Linked DNA regions of Mus musculus: region 2 is linked to region 1. A link is a contact called in public Micro-C data. All regions are on one chromosome and are shown on one strand. Each heading gives the region's core, a stretch centred on a gene start, on an enhancer-like site or on the middle of the called end of the contact. The rest is flanking DNA. Distances are from core to core; before and after follow the strand shown. Region 1 has its middle 34 kb from the start of Rassf10. Region 2 holds the start of Rassf10 (Ras association (RalGDS/AF-6) domain family (N-terminal) member 10).

Region 1 (4,533 bases), core at 1,260-3,759:
AAGTCTTACTGAGTGAACATTGTATCAGTTCCCTTGATGTGGGAGTTACATTGTCTTTTCCTTTTTATAGTTGCTGAGTCTTCTCATGAGGTCAGTCTCGAATCTAGTCACAAAGTAAAGGGAGTTTGGATTAATTTTTGTCAGCACATCTGGACATTTGGGCACAGAGGTGGGAATGAGGTTAGAGGTCACGCTGTGCTTGCATACCCTTCTCTCTTTCTATTCAGGAGGGCCATAGTCCAAGATTCTCATTGACTGTGTGAAACCGCAGTTTCAAAGATGTCCTAATTATAGCATGACCACAGAGTCCCAGAGTTGATGGATCCTCCCACACTTGATGCTCTCTCTGGTGCTCCAGGATGCTGTTAAGTAGAGTTAAGGTGACTTGAGCACAAGCATGGAGATATAGCAGAGTTAGGGTGATGGCTTACTAAGTAACAAACGGTTAGGTAGTATATACACTGTGGATGCCCTGGACAGAGGGAACAGTCATGCCCCAGGGAGGATGGAGCAGCTGGAGATTGCATCACAGTGTTCAAACTGGGATGTAACTTAAAACCTCATGAGTCGATTATTTGTGAAATTGTCCGTTTGCTCTTCTCTGACTGCAGCTGATGGCAGGCAACAGACTCAGTGATTAAAAACCACAGGGTGGGGGGGGGGGGGCAAAACCACCAACAGAAATGGACGACTGTCGTCGGCTGTACGGAAATATTTATTGGAAAATAATACGTAATGCACATAATGGCCTTGACGTCAGTGAGCACATTAATGGGAAACAAAGAGGCAGAGAGAATGGAGAATGGAAAGTTAGACAGAAAAAAGCAAAGATGGAAACAAACAGACGGAGAGGTGGGGGCGGAGGGAAGGGAGGGAGGAGGCAGAGGAGGGAGAGTGAGAACGGTGACCACAGAGAGCCCTAGGACAAAGAAACAAGGCTAAGGGCTTTTTCACATGGCCACAGAGATAGACACGGAAGATGAGCCCTGGCGCTAGGTGGAGTGTGCGCATGCCCAACCCTTGCCTGTCCTGTCACTCAGGAGCTCTGACCTTGTGAGCTTTCCTCCCTCCCGCTCCTGTGACAGCTGCCTGTCAGTCTGTGTGGCCAGGAGACGTTAAGAATAGAAGCTGTGCAGAAGCCAGGGATTCTCTGAACCAGCACAGTTGATTTTGTGATGCCCTCAGGTCCAGTCTGAGGGAGGCTCGGTGTGCGCGGTCCCTGGGTGCTTATGCCTCCGTCTGGAGCCTGCGTGATTTCCCACTGCTGCTAATCTTGAGCTTCACTCCCCTTACACATCACCAGTTCCCCGAATCCACTCCAGGCTGCCCCACCTCACTGCCAAGATTCCCTCACAGAGATGCCCGCGCCATGCCCCGCCCCCACCAACCCTCCTGGCGTCTTTCTGCGTCGTCCTTTTTCCTTCTTCCCCAGATGTACACCGAGTTACCTTGTAGCAGGTGACAGCAGTGGGCCCATGGTCTCTTTTGGAATAATCTCTCGGAGAATTTTGTTAAGTGAATTTTCTCACCCTATAGTCTTAAGTCTCCTCTGTCCTCAATGTAGCTTTCTCTGTTCAGAATTGACATCTGAATCTCTGCTGGACCAGCGCCTAAGACTGAATTGACTCCCAGGGCCTGGACGGGGGTACTGAGATTTTGCCTACCCCCCCCCTCCCCGGCCTTAATAGTGAGTTGGAAAGAGGCTGGATTTGTGATAGAGTCTGCTCGAGAGAATTCTGTTTACAAGACCATCCTGTTAGGGAGAGACTTACCTCCATCTACTATCTTGCAACGTCTGGAAATCCTTCAGGGGATTAGTGGCCCAGGAGTTTAATGTCAGGAGCAGGTAGAAATGAGGACATCCTAGTTTCAGGGCATAAGGCACAGGTGGACATAAAGATGTCACCTTTATAAGTGCCCAAAGCTTAGCTTAATACCATGTTTTAAAAAGAAAACCTCCTGTGTTTCTTTTTAAAGGTTTTGTCTTTGGTGTGTGTGTGTGTGTGTGTGTGTGTGTGTGTGTGTGTGTGTGTGTGTGTGTGTGCATGTAAGAGAGACAGAGACAGAGATACAGGGACAGAGACACAGAGAAACACAGAGACAGACAGAGACATAAAGAGACACAGATACAGAAAGACAGAAGGGGTAGATGGAGACAGAGAGAAGAGGGGAGAGGGAGGCAGAAGGAGGGGTAACACTCATGGAAATCAGGGGACAACTTGCAAGGTCACACATTTTACCAAGGTCTTTGGGCCCCTCAGACTATACAGTCAGGCCTGGCACTACCATTTCTGGGGCTATTTTCAGAGAAGTAGAGCAAGTTTTGTATGGCTGGGCCACCTGGGGCCACAGGGTTCTTGGAAATTAAAAAAATAAAACCAAACCAAATCAAACCAACCAACCAAAAAAAAAAAAAAAACAACAAAAACCCACTTTAGTACGTTCCTCTTGTGGACAGCAGAGGGCAGCAAACTGCCATGTCAACACTCCTGGAAGCCGGCGGCTTGGATAGAAGAGACTACTAGGGTTGGTTGGCTTCATGTTTTTAACCATTACAAGCACATGCTGGTAACCCCAGAACTTTGGAGGCCAACCTGAAAGATCATGAGGTCGAGGACAACTTGGGCAACATAGTGAATTCAGCCAGCTGTCTAAAATTGTCAAATAACAACAACAACAAAAAAAAAAACCCTGAAGCCAAGGGACTGTACATGATGCTCTTGGCTCCATTCCAGCACACTGTGAACCAGGTCTAGTGTCCTACACCTGTAACCCCAGCACTGTAGGTTCACAAGTTTAAGGACATCTTCAGCTACATAGCAATTTCAAGGTTAGACTGGGATGCATTGAGACCCTGTCTCAAAATAAAACAATGCTCTCCACCCCCAAACCTAAAACAGAACAAGCAAAACCCAGAACCCCTCAGTCAAGGTCATATGTGTGGTTGCTATTCCTGCAAAACCTGAACTCTTTCGAAAGCTCTTTTGACCTTGACAGTGGGAGCCAGCGAAGGGTGTCCAGTGCAGGGCTATGCTGCCTATAAAGAAGACAGACCCCTTCAAAGACTTCCCAAGTAGCTGGCATCGGTCTCCATGGGGCTGCCTCTCATCCTGACAGTTTTCCAGCAAGGTCTGTATTGCCATCTCTCCTTTCCTAAGGAGGGCACTGGACTCCAACTTGGGCAATTTTTCAACGGCTCATAGCTATGAAGTAGAATAACATGGATTTGAATCCTTGTCTACTGACTTTCTAAAAAAAAAAAAAAAAAAAAAAAAAAAAAAAAAAACAATGTCAGCTCCACAAATCCAATCTCTAATAAGATAGGTATAAGAACGCCATCTCGCCTCCATGTGCTGTAAGTGAGAATATGTGTAAGACGGCAATCCCTCAGGCTGTACCCAGTTCTGTCAGATCATTTGTTCTGTCGGGACAGCTGGCACCCAGATTATGCCCGTGCTCTGCTGGCTCATCTCTCTCTACCAAGTGTGCTGACTTCACACAGAGAGAGCCAATTGACAACAAGGAACCTTGTGAGAAAAATGACACCATGAGATTTGGCCTGTAGGCAAGTTTGTGTGGACATTTTCCTAGTTCATGATTGATGTGGGAAGGCCTAGCCCACTGTGGGAGGTGCCCTTGGGCAGCTGGACCTCAACTGTATAAGAAAGCAGGCTGAGCAAGCCATGGGGAGCAAGCTAGTAAGCAACATTCCTTCGAGGTTTCCAATTTGGTTCCTGCTCTGCTTGAGTTCCTGCACTGGCTTCTCTTAATGATGGACTAACACATACAAGCCAAATTAGCCCTTCCCTCCCAAAGTTGTTTTTGGTTGCTGTTTTACCACCGCAGTAGAAAGCAGACTGGAATGGTAAGAAGGGCCTACGCAACCTTTTGATTGTTGCAACCCCACCTCAGTTCACTCTGCGTCCCAAAGCTCTGAGGTTCTCAGAAGCTCATCATTGGTTGGAACCCCATGAAAATGATCCTTCTACTTAATCTCCTACACTTCTGGCAGCCTGAGACAGTTTTGTTTCGATGGGTTGATTTAGAAGTTACATAGAAGACTCAGTCACTCCTGAGGTAGTCCCAAAGCATATCAGAGTCCAAAGAAGATGGAGCTGTAAGTGTTCCTATGTAATGGAGGTGAACTACAGATTCCAAGGCATACCCATATCAGGTAGAACTCATCAACGAGACAAGCAGAGTCCATATAAGAGACAGGACATGTGCCATTGCTGAGTCCATGATTGTCACCCAGCTGAGGAGCGAGGCTCATGGCCTGCCTGGATTTAGCTTTGCCTTGCCTTTGTGGTTATAGATACAAGCAAGGCTATGTCTGACAATGGCTGCTGTACACAATAAGTGGGAGGGGATAGCATTACCTAGTCTCAAACCAGACTCTCTGAGCATAGCAGCCATTACTGCCTTCAAAGCAACTGTAACGGCCCACGAGAGACCATCAAGATGTCCCTGAATGAGATGAAGCAGTCTCATTCAGGGCCAAGCAGGGAATGAGCTGTCCAAAGAAGCTGAACA
Region 2 (4,637 bases), core at 1,651-4,150, 34 kb after region 1:
GTGAAGTGGTTTCTGGAAACACATCCGAGTGGGTTTGAAGTGGTGTCCCTCTCCATCCCAAACTCTACCAGCAGAAACACCCTATCTTTAACCTGGGACACTCCGTGTAGCCAAGACAAGTACAACCTGAGACCTCAGAAGAGTGCAATCATGTGTGAGTGTTGCTTTCAGCTACTAACTTCATGGCAATCCATTTTATAGCAATGAAAAGCTCATACCTCCCAGCTTTCTAACCTTTCAATGAAAACTTCTGCTATACACTTACCAGGACCTGATATTTAATCCTTATAGCAGTTACTTCTTAAAGTATCACCACTTTACAGATACGATTCAGAAGTATTACATATTTTCCTTAAGGTCACGATAAGTAAAAGCATTCAGTGTAAACCTCCAGTGTCTGACTATGCTTCGGATACATTTGAAAGCGTATGCATGGAATTAAGGACCCTTCCTGACCTGGTCCTTTTAGCTTATCTTTGGCAGATTCTTCTTCATGTAACTCTGTGTGGCCCGGTGACTGCCATGTTCTCTTGATTCTTTTGAGTTTGAACATCTGATTCCTCTGCCTGCAATGTACCCCATCTCTTAGTCCTTTGGCAGTCCCAAATGGTTCTTTTTTTTTTTTTCTCTTGCCTCAGATGGTACCCTTGATGGGAAGGGAGCCTTTGCAGATTCTCCCAGATGGGGTCCAGGCTGCCAAGCAGCGTCCAGGCATGCTCTCTTACTACATGGTGACTTCCCTGGTCAGAAACACAAGGTATTGTGTTTGCCTGGTACTGGAAATGTCTCTTTTTTTTTTTTTTTTTTTTAATTTCTTACTTGTGTATTTTTATTTTTATTTTTTTTTCTTTTTATTTTTTATTTTTTTTTCCATTTTTTATTAGGTATTTAACTCATTTACATTTCCAATGCTATACCAAAAGTCCCCCATATCCACCCACCCCCACTCCCCTGCCCACCCACTCCCCCTTTTTGGCCCTGGTATTCCCCTGTACTGGGGCATATAAAGTTTGTAAGTCCAATGGGCCTCTCTTTCCAGTGATGGCCGACTAGGCCATCTTTTGATATATATGCAGCTAGAGTCAAGAGCTCCGGGGTACTGGTTAGCTCATAATGTTGTTCCACCTATAGGGTTGCAGATCCCTTTAGCTCCTTGGCTACTTTCTCTAGCTCCTCCATTGGGAGCCCTATGATCCATCCATTAGCTGACTGTGAGCATCCACTTCTGTGTTTGCTGGGCCCCGGCATAGTCTCACAAGAGACAGCTACATCTGCGTCCTTTCAATAAAATCTTGCTAGTGTATGCAATGGTGTCAGCGTTTGGATGCTGATTATGGGGTGGATCCCTGGCTATGGCAGTCTCTACATGGTCCATCCTTTCATCTCAGCTCCAAACTCCGTCTCTGTAACTCCTTCCATGGGTGTTTTGTTCCCAAATCTAAGGAGGGGCATAGTGTCCACACTTCAGTCTTCATTCTCCTTGAGTTTCATGTGTTTAGCAAATTATATCTTATATCTTGGGTATCCTAGGTTTGGGGCTAATATCCACTTATCAGTGAATACATATTGTGTGAGTTTCTTTGTGAATGTGTTACCTCACTCAGGATGATGCCCTCCAGGTCCATCCATTTGGCTAGGAATTTCATAAATTCATTCTTTTTAATAGCTGAGTAGTACTCCATTGTGTAGATGTACCACATTTTCTGTATCCATTCCTCTGTTGAGGGGCATCTAGGTTCTTTCCAGCTTCTGGCTATTATAAATAAGGCTGCTATGAACATAGTGGAGCATGTGTCCTTCTTACCTGTTGGGGCATCTTCTGGATATATGCCCAGGAGAGGTATTGCTGGATCCTCCGGTAGTACTATGTCCAGTTTTCTGAGGAACCGCCAGACTGATTGGAAATGTCTCTTGAGCTATGGTGAGCTGCTGGCAGGCCAGGAGGCTTGCTCATCATCACACCACTTGCACTGGACTTAGAGCACAGTGGGAACCCAGCAAATGTTCCAGGAAGGAATCATTCAATCGACCAAAGCACTTTCCAAGAAATAATGAGACATCCAAGGTCTTGAGGCAGGGGAGTGAGCTGTCAGATCTGGGCTTCCCTGGACAAGCCTTTCACTGAGAGGGTTTTAAGCTTCGATTAGAGTGGCTTTGAATTTCTTCTGTTCTGATACTTGATTCTCATCACTTCCAGACGACATTTAGATGCAATGGGAACAGTCATAGTAATAGCCTCGGTTTCCCCTTTGGAGTCAGGACTGGTGATCAATTTAGGTTTGGCCCTGACTTCTCTGTCAACAAGGCTGTGGGAAGTGGAGGGGCAAAGTGGGGACCTACAGATCTGACCTATGGGGAATTGGGTACCACCCTTAGATCATTGCAAATCTGATCATGGACCCCACTGTGGTTGAGGAAGACTGGAAGGTTTAGAGGCAGCGCTTACAAAGGTGAGCTGGTCAGGTAGTGGATCACAACGTCTCTAGTAGAAACTGTTAGGTGCCTCAGTTTCCCCGTCTGTGCAAAGTGCATTGTACAGAAGGCACAAGACCACGCACATCGGGTTAAGGTGTTTCCAACCAAGTCTAGAGGCAAGGCGTAGCTGAGCCCAGGGAGGCGCAGAGGTGCGGGCTCCAGGCGCAGAGCTGATGCCTAGAGGTGAAGGCTCCAGGCCTTGTATCAGAAAGGTCCCGGGAGTCCATCTTTGCTCTGAGTGGAAAAAACTAGGAACTGGACGCCAGTAACCTGAGCCAGGGGCAGACCCGTCCGCAGGGCTGGGAGGGGCGAGTTTGGGCGCCCCGCCTGCGGTGCTCTCAGCAGCGGCTCAGGGCGCTGGGGGGCGGGAAGAGGTGGAGCCAGGTGGGGAGGAGCAAAACCCGGAGGCCTCGGGCACCGCGGGCAGAGCCAGAGCCGCTGGAACCTGAGCCCCGGCGTGCTGCTTTGGGAGAGTCCGCCGTCCGAGCCGAAAGCAGCCGCTGCCCGATTTCAGTACATAGTCCGGGAGAAAGGCTAGTGAGGCCGGAGACAGGGTCACGGATTCTACTGCAGTTCGGGAGCTGCCAGGTTGCCCGCGCTGGCCCTGCTGCCCTAATTGCACCTAGCCGGACTTGCTCCTCACGTCCCGGTTGCGCCATGGATCCTTCGGAGAAGAAGATATCGGTGTGGATCTGCCAGGAGGAGAAGCTGGTGTCCGGCCTCTCCCGCCGCACCACCTGCTCGGACGTGGTGCGGGTGCTTTTGGAGGACGGCTGCCGGCGGCGCTGCAGGCAGCGGCGGGGCCAGCGACGGGGCTTGACGGAAGACCCTTCGGGCCAGTTGGAGCTGCCCGAGCCCCCGGACGAAAACGACGAGGATGACGACGACGCGATGCCCCCGGGCATGCTATGTGGGCCCCCGCAGTGCTATTGCATTGTGGAGAAGTGGCGCGGCTTTGAGCGCATCCTGCCCAACAAGACGCGGATCTTGCGCCTCTGGACTGCTTGGGGCGACGAGCAGGAGAATGTACGCTTCGTGCTGGTGCGCAGCGAAGCGTCGCTGCCCAACGCCGGACCGCGCAGCGCCGAGGCGCGGGTAGTGCTCAGCCGCGAGCGCCCCTGCTTGGCCCGGGGCGCCCCAGCACGGCCCAGCCTGGCCTTGACCCAGGAGAAGCAGCGGCGGGTGGTACGCAAGGCCTTCCGCAAACTGGCCAAGCTCAACCGGAGGCGCCAGCAGCAGCCGTCGTCACCTTGTTCGTCCACGTCGTCGTCCACCGCCTCGTCCTGCTCGTCGTCTGCTCGGACCCACGAGAGCGCGTCGGTAGAACGTATGGAGACGCTGGTGCATCTGGTGCTGTCGCAGGACCACACGATTCGCCAGCAGGTGCAGCGGCTCCGGGAGCTGGACCGCGAGATAGACCGCTACGAAGCCAAGGTGCACCTAGACCGCATGCGGAGGCACGGAGTCAACTACGTGCAGGATACCTATCTAGTGGGGGCCGGCATCGACCTGGACGGACAAACTCCTGAAGGGGAGCCGGAAGATGCGACACTGGAGGAGAAGGGGACAGAACCGGCGGCACCCCTGGACAGCGAGGCGCAGGCGGCAGCGTTGGAGGAGCTGGCCAGGCGCTGTGACGACCTGGTGCGGCTGCAGGAGGAGCGCGCCCAGCAGGAGGAGTTGCTAGAGCGCCTGTCCGCCGAGATCCAGGAGGAACTGAACCAGCGCTGGATGCAGCGGCGCAATGAGGAGCTGGCGGCTCGAGAGGAGTCCCTAGAGCCCGATGGTGGTCCGGATGGCGAGCTGCTGCTGGAGCAGGAGCGGGTCAGGACGCAGCTCAGCACCAGCCTTTACATCGGGCTGAGGCTCAGCACGGACCTGGAGGCCGTCAAGGCGGACTTGGATTACAGCCAGCAGCAGAGGGACATTAAGGAGCGCGAGCTTCAGGGCCTTCTCCAGAGTTTGCACACTTTTGAGCAGACGGTGGTGCATGATGGGGCTCTGGGTTCCAGCGGACCCTCTCGCGAACCTCAGCCTCAGACCTGTGCAGAAATGTGGGTAGACCAGGCCCGGGGACTGGCTAAGAGTTGCCCGGGCAACGATGAGGACTCAGATACTGGGCTGAGCTCCATGCATAGCCAAGACTCAGACTCGGTACCCCC

Evidence for each region. Hi-C and Micro-C count contacts between places; a contact is called where the count stands out from the background.
Region 2: a contact with region 1 is called in a Micro-C map of muscle stem cells, with 3 times the contacts expected there. The contact joins the promoter of Rassf10 here to the enhancer-like site in region 1. A contact is called at or near these places in 1 of 39 promoter capture datasets (macrophages), 4 of 484 Hi-C or Micro-C datasets (colorectal tumor organoids, embryonic stem cells, muscle stem cells and 1 more), 2 of 115 datasets of contacts at active chromatin or transcription factors (both in embryonic stem cells) and 1 of 9 other capture datasets (pancreatic islet).

Annotation. Positions count from the first base shown.
Region 1 is chr7:112,917,547-112,922,079 of GRCm38.p6, forward strand. No RefSeq gene overlaps it. Among named protein-coding and RNA genes, the nearest start is that of Rassf10, 34 kb to the right of the region's middle. Within about 2 kb of position 2,510, at least 1 of the 459 cell types and tissues checked has an H3K27ac peak or open chromatin away from gene starts, as enhancers often do. A contact at or near this core is called in muscle stem cells, where this site is marked.
Region 2 is chr7:112,951,062-112,955,698 of GRCm38.p6, forward strand. It overlaps Rassf10 (Ras association (RalGDS/AF-6) domain family (N-terminal) member 10), which reads left to right and starts at 2,901. Exons shown (of 1, transcript NM_175279.3): 1 at 2,901-4,637. The coding sequence starts at 3,133.